2 separate regions of the Mus musculus genome follow, and region 1 is linked to region 2. The links are chromatin contacts, called in public promoter capture Hi-C maps. All regions are on one chromosome and are shown on one strand. The core of a region is the stretch at or near the end of the contact, and the rest is flanking DNA. Distances in the headings are between cores, read along the strand shown.

The links. Capture Hi-C pulls out chosen DNA fragments and counts their contacts.
Region 1: a contact with region 2 is called in a promoter capture Hi-C map of pancreatic islet. The contact joins the promoter of Dpysl5 here to the promoter of Slc35f6 in region 2. A contact is called at or near these places in 3 of 39 promoter capture datasets (erythroid cells, frontonasal cranial neural crest and macrophages), 2 of 484 Hi-C or Micro-C datasets (embryonic stem cells and ventricular fibroblasts), 2 of 115 datasets of contacts at active chromatin or transcription factors (embryonic stem cells and pancreatic cancer cells) and 2 of 9 other capture datasets (adipose tissue and pancreatic islet).

What each region holds. Positions count from the first base shown.
Region 1 is chr5:30,708,782-30,713,349 of GRCm38.p6, forward strand. Dpysl5 (dihydropyrimidinase-like 5) reads left to right here and starts at 2,783. Exons shown (of 13, transcript NM_001356948.1): 1 at 2,783-3,221.
Region 2 is chr5:30,645,044-30,649,809 of GRCm38.p6, forward strand. Slc35f6 (solute carrier family 35, member F6) reads left to right here and starts at 2,896. Exons shown (of 6, transcript NM_175675.3): 1 at 2,896-3,055. The coding sequence starts at 2,979. It overlaps Mir5625 (microRNA 5625), which reads left to right and starts at 2,893; the gene lies at 2,893-2,972.

The DNA of each region.
Region 1 (4,568 bases), core at 1,533-4,032, 64 kb after region 2:
TGTCAATAAGCTGTCCAGGAGTCATTTACAATTTGCTCTGGAGGGGATCTCCTGGGACAGGAGGGGAAGCAGAAGCAGGAGAGGTTGGTTTTGTGTCAAGCAGACGGCCTTTAGAATTCTGCTTCTGCTCCTAAGAGTGAGGGTGACTTATGAGTACCCCAGAATAAGATGAATTGGTAAGAAATGAGTAGTTACCTGCTGGGTGAATCTGTAAGGATCGAGTGGTGTGTTGTAGACTATCTGACCCTGCTTATAGCCGGAGTTTTAGAAAGCCTCAGATGGGTTTCTTATTCTCATTTGTTAAGGGTATTTCAAACCTAGTGTATGAGGACTTGCTACACCCATCCCAGTAGCCTTTGGGATCTCTGGGGTCGGGCCCCAAACTGCCTAATCTCCTCTTTCCACCACCTTCATTCATGAATGGTCTTGACTTCCAAGCTTTGGGGAAGTTCTCGACCACCTCCCAGACATCTCTAGGTTCCCCCGTCCACAGCTTGTACTCCTTCATCCTGGACTTAAGGACCAATCAGGTCAACAGCCACCCAGGTGAAACTCAGATCTAGCTCCTCCATCCCACGGCGATGGTTTCAGAACCCGTTTCTTCTGGTTTCCTCTACTTTTATCTGACCTTACAAATGAGCTGAATAGAAAGCCACACCAAACAGACTTTTGTGGCTATTCTTACAGTGTCCGTATGTTTGTTACATCCCTCCCATTGTTCTACAACTTGGAAGAAATTAATAATAGTTACACTTGTGAGTGTGCACTGTGTACGCTCGGCAGTGGGCTGTGAGTTTTATACGGATTTCCTCCTGAAATGCATGGTGATTGTGGGAGGGGTGTGAAGAAGCAAAGACTCAGGATGGGCTTTGCCAAAGTCAAGAAGCTGTCATGTGTCAGGAACAAGGATTCCAATCCACATATAGGGGACTCTAAGTTCTAAATTTCTTTTTAAACTCTAAAAATCAAGTACTGAGGGTACGTGAAACCTCAGGCTTGGGTAGGATCTTTATCAGTGTTGAATGCTAACTAGCAAGCAGTCGGGGGTGGGGTGTGGGGGGGGAGAGGGGGCGGGGGTAGGTAGGCTGGAGATTAGGAACGCAACTGAAAACTGCAGAAAACGATTCTGGCCACTAGAGGGCTCCCTCCACCTTAGGCAAAAGTTCATCAGAGGCCCTCGTTGCTCGGAGCTAGCTGGGTGTTCCAGAGGGGCGCAATGCATTTTGCAAAAATTTCCCTGGACAGTTTGGGGAGACTAGACAGGGCCTTCAACTGGAGCAATTTACACACACACACACCCTTCACTGGTATTAGGAGTGTTTTGAGGATGGCCATCTAAGCTTGTCTGGAGGTTCTTTGCACAAGCTTACTACCAGAAAAAAAAAAAAAAAAAATCCACTCTTAGAGTGGAATTGGAGACCAGCCAAGCGGTGGTGGCACACGCCTTTAATCTCAGCCCTTAGGAGGCAGAGGCAGGCGGATTTCTGAGTTCGAGGCCAGCCTGGACTACAGAGTGAGTTCCAGAGCTACACAGAGAAACCCTGTCTCGAAAAGCCAAAAAAAAAAAAAAAAAAAAAAAAAAAAAAAAAAAAAAAAAAGAATTGGAGACCAAATGTAGTAACCCCGCACCCCCTAGGGGCACGCCTGTGTGGCCCTAAACGCATCCAGGAGTGGATCACAGAGCACATGACCCAGTGGGACCCACATTTGGAGGACTGGAGCTTAACGTGCAGGCTGTACATTTTGTTAAAATTCAGAGGATCCTGCTCCCTCCACCCGAAGTTATAAAGTACGATTTTCTTTGAAAATAGCCTTAGAGAAAAGCACTTCAGGAAAGCAGCCAAGGGACTCACACCCCCGTCTCCACCCCCGGAACTGAGGGAAGCCCTGGAAAGAACCAACTTCTTCAACAGCAGTTGTAGATCCCCAGGAATCCAGGGGCGGGGGCAGTATTAATGCTGCATTTCCACACGGGTTTGCAACACCATTGGGGTGACATCAAGTGAAGAGATTCAAGTTCTGAAGCTATATTTAAGCTGTCACAATAATGACAGACTAACACGGAGCTCAGGGAAAGGCCTGAGCCATAAATTAGTTAAGGAAAAAGAACTGTCTCGCTCCATTTACAGGATCGTTTGTGGTTAAGTCAACTGTGTACTAAAATGGTGAAACTGGACAAGGTGTGGCGGTGAACATCTGTAATCCCACTATTCGGAAGGCAGAGGCAGGAGGTTCAATTCAAATTCTAGGCTAGCAGGGGGCTACCTAATAAAACCGTCAAAACAACAGCAACCCGGAAATAAAGATGGTGGTGCTGATGTGAAATGAGTTTAAAACACACACACACACACACACACACACACACACACACACACTTTCTTTTAAAGGAGATGTCAAAAATAGGATAGGACCTGGGCGCTGGACATCGACGTCCAAGCGCTGCTCTGGAAAAGACGGTGGCTTCAATACCTCAAGAGAAAGAAGGTGCGAAGTGAGGCGCCCAGAGTGGCCGTTCCCTTGGTCTATGAGAACAGTGTTCCTGTACTGACCACCTCGCCCTCTACAGTCTGCAATCCCATCAGTCTCAGACTCGGTAGGACGCTAATCCGATGGCGCAACTGGGAACCCGCAGCCTCGGAGAGACCCCGCCACCGCATTGTTTCAGCCCCTCGGGTGGGGTCTTGCAGGAGGAGGGGAGGCGATGTGTCCTCCGGAGACGCCCTATACCCTCCCAGGGGACTCGAGCCATACCGCCCCAGCGCCTGGGCTTTGTGAAGTGTCGCTAGTTACCATGGGACCAGAAAGGAACGCTGAGAATGGCGCTTAGATGGCTGGGGGTTGTCGAGGTCCTGGGGCCATGCCCTCTGTCCCTTCTCGGACCCGGGGCCTGCAAAAGGGACTGTCGGGATTTGTAGTCCCAAAGGCGGCGGCAACGCGGAGGACGCGGGGCGCTACTGGTCCCGCCTCCGCCTAACCTGCTAGCTCGAGGTGGCGAGCACTTGGGGCGGAGCCCTCGGATCCGTGATTGGCCCAGGCGGCTCCCCGCCCCCACCCTCGTCCCCACCCCCGCTCGCCACTCGGGACTCCGCTCCAGGCGCGCAAGGCAGCCACCGAGAGAGCGCGCTAGCAGCCGCTCCCGCCCCGTGCAACCGCAGCTACCGCGCCGCGGCGAGACCCAGAGACCGACCGACGGACCCGCACAATCGCATCATCCTGGAGCAGTGGGTGATGGCAAGGGGAGGGTGGTGGGCTTGATCTTTCCGGGCTGCAACATCCACCCCTCTTTCAGTTTCTCCCTGAGGCTCACAAAAGGGAGGGAATTGGGTTGCGCCTAGGCTCCTCCAGCCGATGAAAGAGATGTTGAGGATTCAGGCAGATCCGGACTAAGGTGGGGCGCAAGTCTGGGTCTTTGTAGTCCCACAGAACTCGGCTTGGTGACTTGCGACGCCTAAGGCATTAATGTGTGCTGGAAAGATTTACAAATAGCTAGAATAAGGAGGCAGCTAAGTTGAAGGGATTCACGCCTAGCACCCAGTAGTCGCGCAGCCGTAGCTGGTCGACGTGCAGTAAATGGCTAAAAGGTGGGGTGTAGGGGAGTGTTTCTGTGGTGGCCGGACCTGTCCTCTTGTACGTCCCTGGATCGCCGCGGTCCCTAGTTCCCACCAACTGCGCCTCTGGTCTGATATCTGCCTAACGTGGTCCTAACCCCATCGTTTGTATCCTCTGTTCCCTGAGCAGAGCAGAGGCCCTAGAGGCACCTGCCGAAACCACAAAGGCCTCTTGCATCTGCCCAGCCCCTGGCGGCGCGGCGCTAGGTCCCTCCGCTGGAGCCATGTCGCCTAGTCTGCCACGCAGCATCTATCTTGGTGGGTGAGGGATATCGATGCCCCGGGCCTGGGGAGATGGCTGGAACAAACGGGCGTGGAGGCCTGGATTTGAGCAGAAAGGGGGAGATGGGTGGGGACAGGTGATCGAATCTGGAGGAGGAGGCTGTGGTTTGGGAAGGGCTGACAATTGGGTGGGAGGCGGGTCTGAAGCTTCGCGCAGGTGGCGCGAGGCGAGGCTGCTCTGAAGAATGAAGAGGGGCGGGGAGATGAAGGGAGGGTGGAGACCTCCCGGGTTTGGGGAGAGTAGACAGGCATGGGAAGGCGACTGAGGCTGTACAGGGGATGGGTCTTCCTCATGAAGGGGGTGGGGGGCTCTCCATCGGGGTAGGGCAGGCAGCTGAGGAGGGAAGAGTCTTCGCCTGAAGACTCCAGCTTTAGGCCAGTCGCTGTTTGGGCTTGGTCTGGCTGGGCGTGGTCCTTGGACTGGGCCAGAGAGCTCGGGTGGCGGGTCCCCGACAAGGCTGGGCTGGCTCGTCTAGGAGCTTTGTTTCTGAGCTTGGAACCACCAAAGGGGACTCGTTTAGGATTTTATGATAATCCGCAGCGCCCCCCGGCACGCCCTGTTCGCACGGAGCTGAAAGGCTTTGCCTAGCGGCAGATGCTGCCTGGGAGGCGGATGGGGGGGGGGCGTCTCCCGCCCCAGAGACCCTGAGAACAATAGCCTGCATAGGGTCTACCTAC
Region 2 (4,766 bases), core at 1,646-4,145:
AAGCCAGCCTGGGGCTACAAGAGATCCTATCTTAAGGAAGGAGGAGGAGAAGGGAGGAGAGGTAGAGGAAGGGAATGCAGAGGAAGAGGAGAAAGTAATTTCCCACTTCTACATTTAGCTTCTTTGCCAATAAACTTTCTCTATTACAAAACTCATTGTGTTTAGTGTTTGGTATTTTTGGTGAAATGGGCTAGTTCACTTACAGGCTGCTATGACAACTGAGGCAGAGGTCAAGCTCTGGACACAGGCTTGAACACTAGATCTAACACAGCTCTGGTTGTCACTGTCATCACCTGGCTCCTGCCTCCCTGAGAAATCTATCCTTCCCTCCAGCATCCTTTGCCTCTTACAGGCCCTCATATGGCAGATGGTCAGTGTCCACCTCTCTCTTCCACCACATCCTGAACTTCTCTTTTTTAATTAATTAATTAATTAATTAATTAGATATTTTCTTTATTTACATTTCAAGTGTTATTCCGAAAGTTCCCTATACCCTCCCCCCACCCTGCTCCCCTACCCACCCACTCCCACTTCTTGGCCCTGGCATTCCCCTGTTCTGGGGCATATAAAGTTTGCAATACCAAGGGGCCTCTCTTCCCAGTGATGGCTGACTAGGCCATCTTCTGCTACTGCAGCTAGAAATATGAGTTCTGGAGGTACTGGTTAGTTCATATTGTTGTTCCACCTATAGGGTTGCAGACCCCTTCAGCTCCTTGGTTGCCTTCTCTAGCTTCTCCATTGGGGGACCTGTGTTCCATCTTATAGATGACTGTGAGCATCCACTTCTGTATTTGCCCGGCTCTGGCATAGCCTCATACGAGACAGCTATACCAGGATCCCTTCAGCAATATCTTTCTGGCATATGCAACAGTGTCTCATCCTGAACTTCTTGTCTGGTTACTCTGGGAGGGGTACTTGACTCTGGACCTTACACGTGGTAGGCTCTACGTGCTTTTTTGCCAATAAATCCTCCTGTGTACCAGACTTCAGAGACAGCTGTTTGATGAGTGCTTACAGCATGATATAATAAATTAGAATTCACTTTCTAATGTGACTCTAGAGACAAAGACTGCTCTGCTAGTGACATCATGTCGGGCTAGTGACACCAATGTCATTAGTAATGTTTATGTCAGGCAAGTATCCTTGGCCTGAACCTATGGGAAAATAGCCCAGAGTCCTACTGTAGTCGATAAGAACTGTCTCCCATGGGGAATAGGGGTGGGGAGGCCTGGCAGATGGTGTCCCTTTAGGACACAGTTGTGTTTCATCTAGTCTCCAATGTCTCAGGAAACAGTTTTGGATAAATTACTACTTCCTTTGAAATGACACAAAACTAAAAGCACTGTGGGGGACACATAGCTCAGAAGTCACCTCTTGGATCTTTTATCCCTGGTTTCACTGAAAAGAGCACACTCTCGTGAAGAAAAATTCTGGAATGTTCTGTAGGTCCAAGAGCTATCCAACACATAACCCTTCTTACATGAAAGATGTTTCCCTGTCTGTACGATAGCCTCCTATATTTTTGTTCAAGACCCTACTTATAATACATTCTCTACCTCATCTCCCAAAACAGATGTTACAGTCCCTTGAGTGTATACTATACATGTTTACAAGTTCAAGGCAACCAGGAAGAAGTGGTCAAAACACCCTTTTTTTCATACCTGCAGTAATAGGATCTTCAGAAACAGAGGGACTATGTATGGTGGGTCAAATGGCCATCAAGCGTGTTTGGGGGTTTTTGTTTTTACCTGTGGTAGGGCATGAGCTGCCAATCACATGGAACAGGAAGGTAGGCAGCTGGCAGCTGAGAACCCACTCCCCTAGGTTGTTCCCTGACCTCCACATGTACCACATATGCCTTGAAAGTGCCCTCCAATAACACACAAATAAATAAATTTATTTTTTAACAAACTGACAGCCAGTCATGAACTGGAGTCCATCTTGGAGTACACAGTGAGCTGGAAGACAGTCTGGCTTATATAACAAGATCCTGTCTCAAAAACTAATTAATTAAATGCTAGAAGTCCTCTACACACAAACCGAGGTCTGGTCTTTCTGTAGGGATGCTTCTAAACAATATTTATAGGGGTCCTCAGGGGTACGTGGGGAAGCTTAATGCAGGAACTATACAAAAGCCATGGTGTTTTATCTTCAAGTCCACACCCCCAACACACACATATATATAATACACTCATACACACACACACACACACACACACACACACACCACTGCTACTCATAAGCATAACCTTAATCCTTGGCTTCTGTGGTTTCATTTTTCATTTTATTTTAATTATTTGTTTACTTAGTTACTCAGTCTGGCCTCAGACTCCTTATATAGTGGAAACTGGCCTTCATTTTTCAAGTGCTAGGAATGCACACCCAGTTTGTGTTTTAGCTGTTAAACACCCTACTGGAAGCTACAACTCAACTCAAATGCTCCCTTTACTGAAAGATGTGAGCAATTCAACGGGCTGGGATCCCTAGGGACATTTCTCTCAGGACTCCAGTTCTCTGGAGATCCTGGAGAAAAGAGATTCCCACGCTGTAACTATTACCAACTGCCAGTCTCAACCTCTCAAAATTGTTTATAAAATGCTCTAAGATTGCCTAAGCATCTCTACATGACCCCGAGCGCCCATTTTACAAACCGGGAGGCCAAGAGGCTGGGAGCGTACGCTGCAGAAGTACAGGGCTCGCTCAGCATGCATGAGACACTAGCACTACAAAAAGAAAAGGAAGCCGAGCAATGGAAAAGAAAAGAAAATCTGGTAGCCTTGGCCCGGGACCCTGCACTCTGCTTCTCCAGCTCTCCTACCAAAGACCGGTGGCAGCTCCGGGGCGGGGCTAGCGGGCGTGGGGCGTGGGCCAGTGGGGTCATGTGACTCCCGGCCCGGAAGTTCTTGAGTAGGAGACTCCACATCCCGGGTGACCCGGGTTGGAGCTGCTGATTCAAGTGGTCTCTCGTGTCCACCACTATGGCCTGGACTAAGTACCAGTTGTTCCTGGCCGGGCTTATGCTGGTCACCGGCTCCATCAACACGCTTTCGGCAAAGTGAGTCTGGGTCAGACCGGGAGGGACCTGCTGGGCCGGTGGGTGCTGACACCCGGCGCCCTGTCCCCCACCCGTCCGCTACTCTCCAACCCCACCAGCCCTCCACATTACCGAGAGTTCAGTCGCGCTGGTGTGGACGAAGGGGTGAGAGGCCGGGAGAAAGCGGGCATTTGAAGGCCACTTTGATTCGCGGTCACTTCTATCTCTGAGCCTCAGTTCCTCATCTTTGAACCGAAGGGTTGGATCAGTTTCTCCCGGCGGCGCTCTGGCGCTGCGGTCAGAGACTGAGAGACTTCCAGCAGGAGGCTGGGGGCCTGCCTGGGAAGCACCGGTGCTCTTGGAGAGGCCGAGCTGAAGGGATGGGCAAGCCAGGAGGAGGTGGCCATAGGGTCATTCATGGGGAAAGAAAGGGAATAGACAACATCTTGATGCTTAGTTGGGGCTCTTATGTGGGTGGCAGAGGTTTGGAGGCAGGAAAGAGAAAGGCCAGCTCCAAGTTGCTTGTTCACAGCATCAAATGCCCAGCTGGACTTTTTCCCTCCATAATCAGAGGGCACACCACGTCGTTGAACGTGGGAGAACTGAAAAAAGAATCAGTGTGATAAACGCAGAGGTTTATGTGAGGCTGGGAACCACTCTGGCTCTGCTTACAGTGAGAACACCTAGCAGGTGCCATCAAGAGAGGCAGGTGATACAAACCAAAATGAAGCCACAAGGCTGACTGACCCAGAGGATCAAAAGAAAGTGTCTATCTGGAGAAAAGGCTCCTTAACCGAAACCAGAATGGTAGCTGGGTACTTGCACTCTGGTGTGTGGGAGTAAAGGTCTTCAGCTGGTTGGGAGCTAAGGCCCAGGCATCACAAAGCTGAGAAAGTTAATGTGGTCTCCTCCATTGTTGGCAGAAAGGCCTAGCTTTAACTTGACAGTTGTTTGTCAGTTTATCTGCCTCTGCCTCTGCCTCTGCCTCAGGGCAAGGCCTTTCTTTATCTATTTGCATCCAAAATCCTCAGTGTGCATCATCTGTCCTTTGTCCAGTGTGCGTGTGGGCAGCAGCGAACAATGCCCCTCTCCAAGTCTAGCCTCAGTTTCTTACTGGGCCTGGCTAGGAAAGAAAGTTGGTGTGGCGGCTCCCAGTGAAAGGCCTCCAGGCTTGTGCTCTGGCTTTCCTGGGCCTCTGTGCATTGAGAAGCTGGCTGTGAGCCTCGTGTAGCCATTTCATATTTACTTCTCAGGATTCTTGGATCTAACAACAAAGTCTGTCAACGCTGTGAAGTGCCCAGAAAAGACATGGGCACTCATCAGGGTGACTGTAAGGTACCTGCAGTGTGAGAGAGAAGAAGTGGCCGAGAGAAAGTCCCTGTGGAAGAGACACATGTGTGCACATGTGCCCCCTCCCTTCCCCTAAAGGAGGACACAATCTATGCAACCCAGAATAGGACCTATGCAGTTCTTGGGCTTTTCTCTGGGTGTCTTTCAATGAGATTCTCACACTAAACAAGGACTGCTCCTAATGTTGAGAGTGGCTAATGTCTGTCCAGGCTGCTGTCCCCAGGAAGAATCCAAATGGTCATTTACTGCTTAGATAAACCATGCTGACTCAGCCCTTCCTTTGAAAACCTCCAAACCGGTTAGGTAAGAAGCCAAGGAAGCCTCGGTCCCAGGAAGCCCCACCCTTTGAGGCTGCTGGAGAGTCAGGAGGACTCCGAAGTGT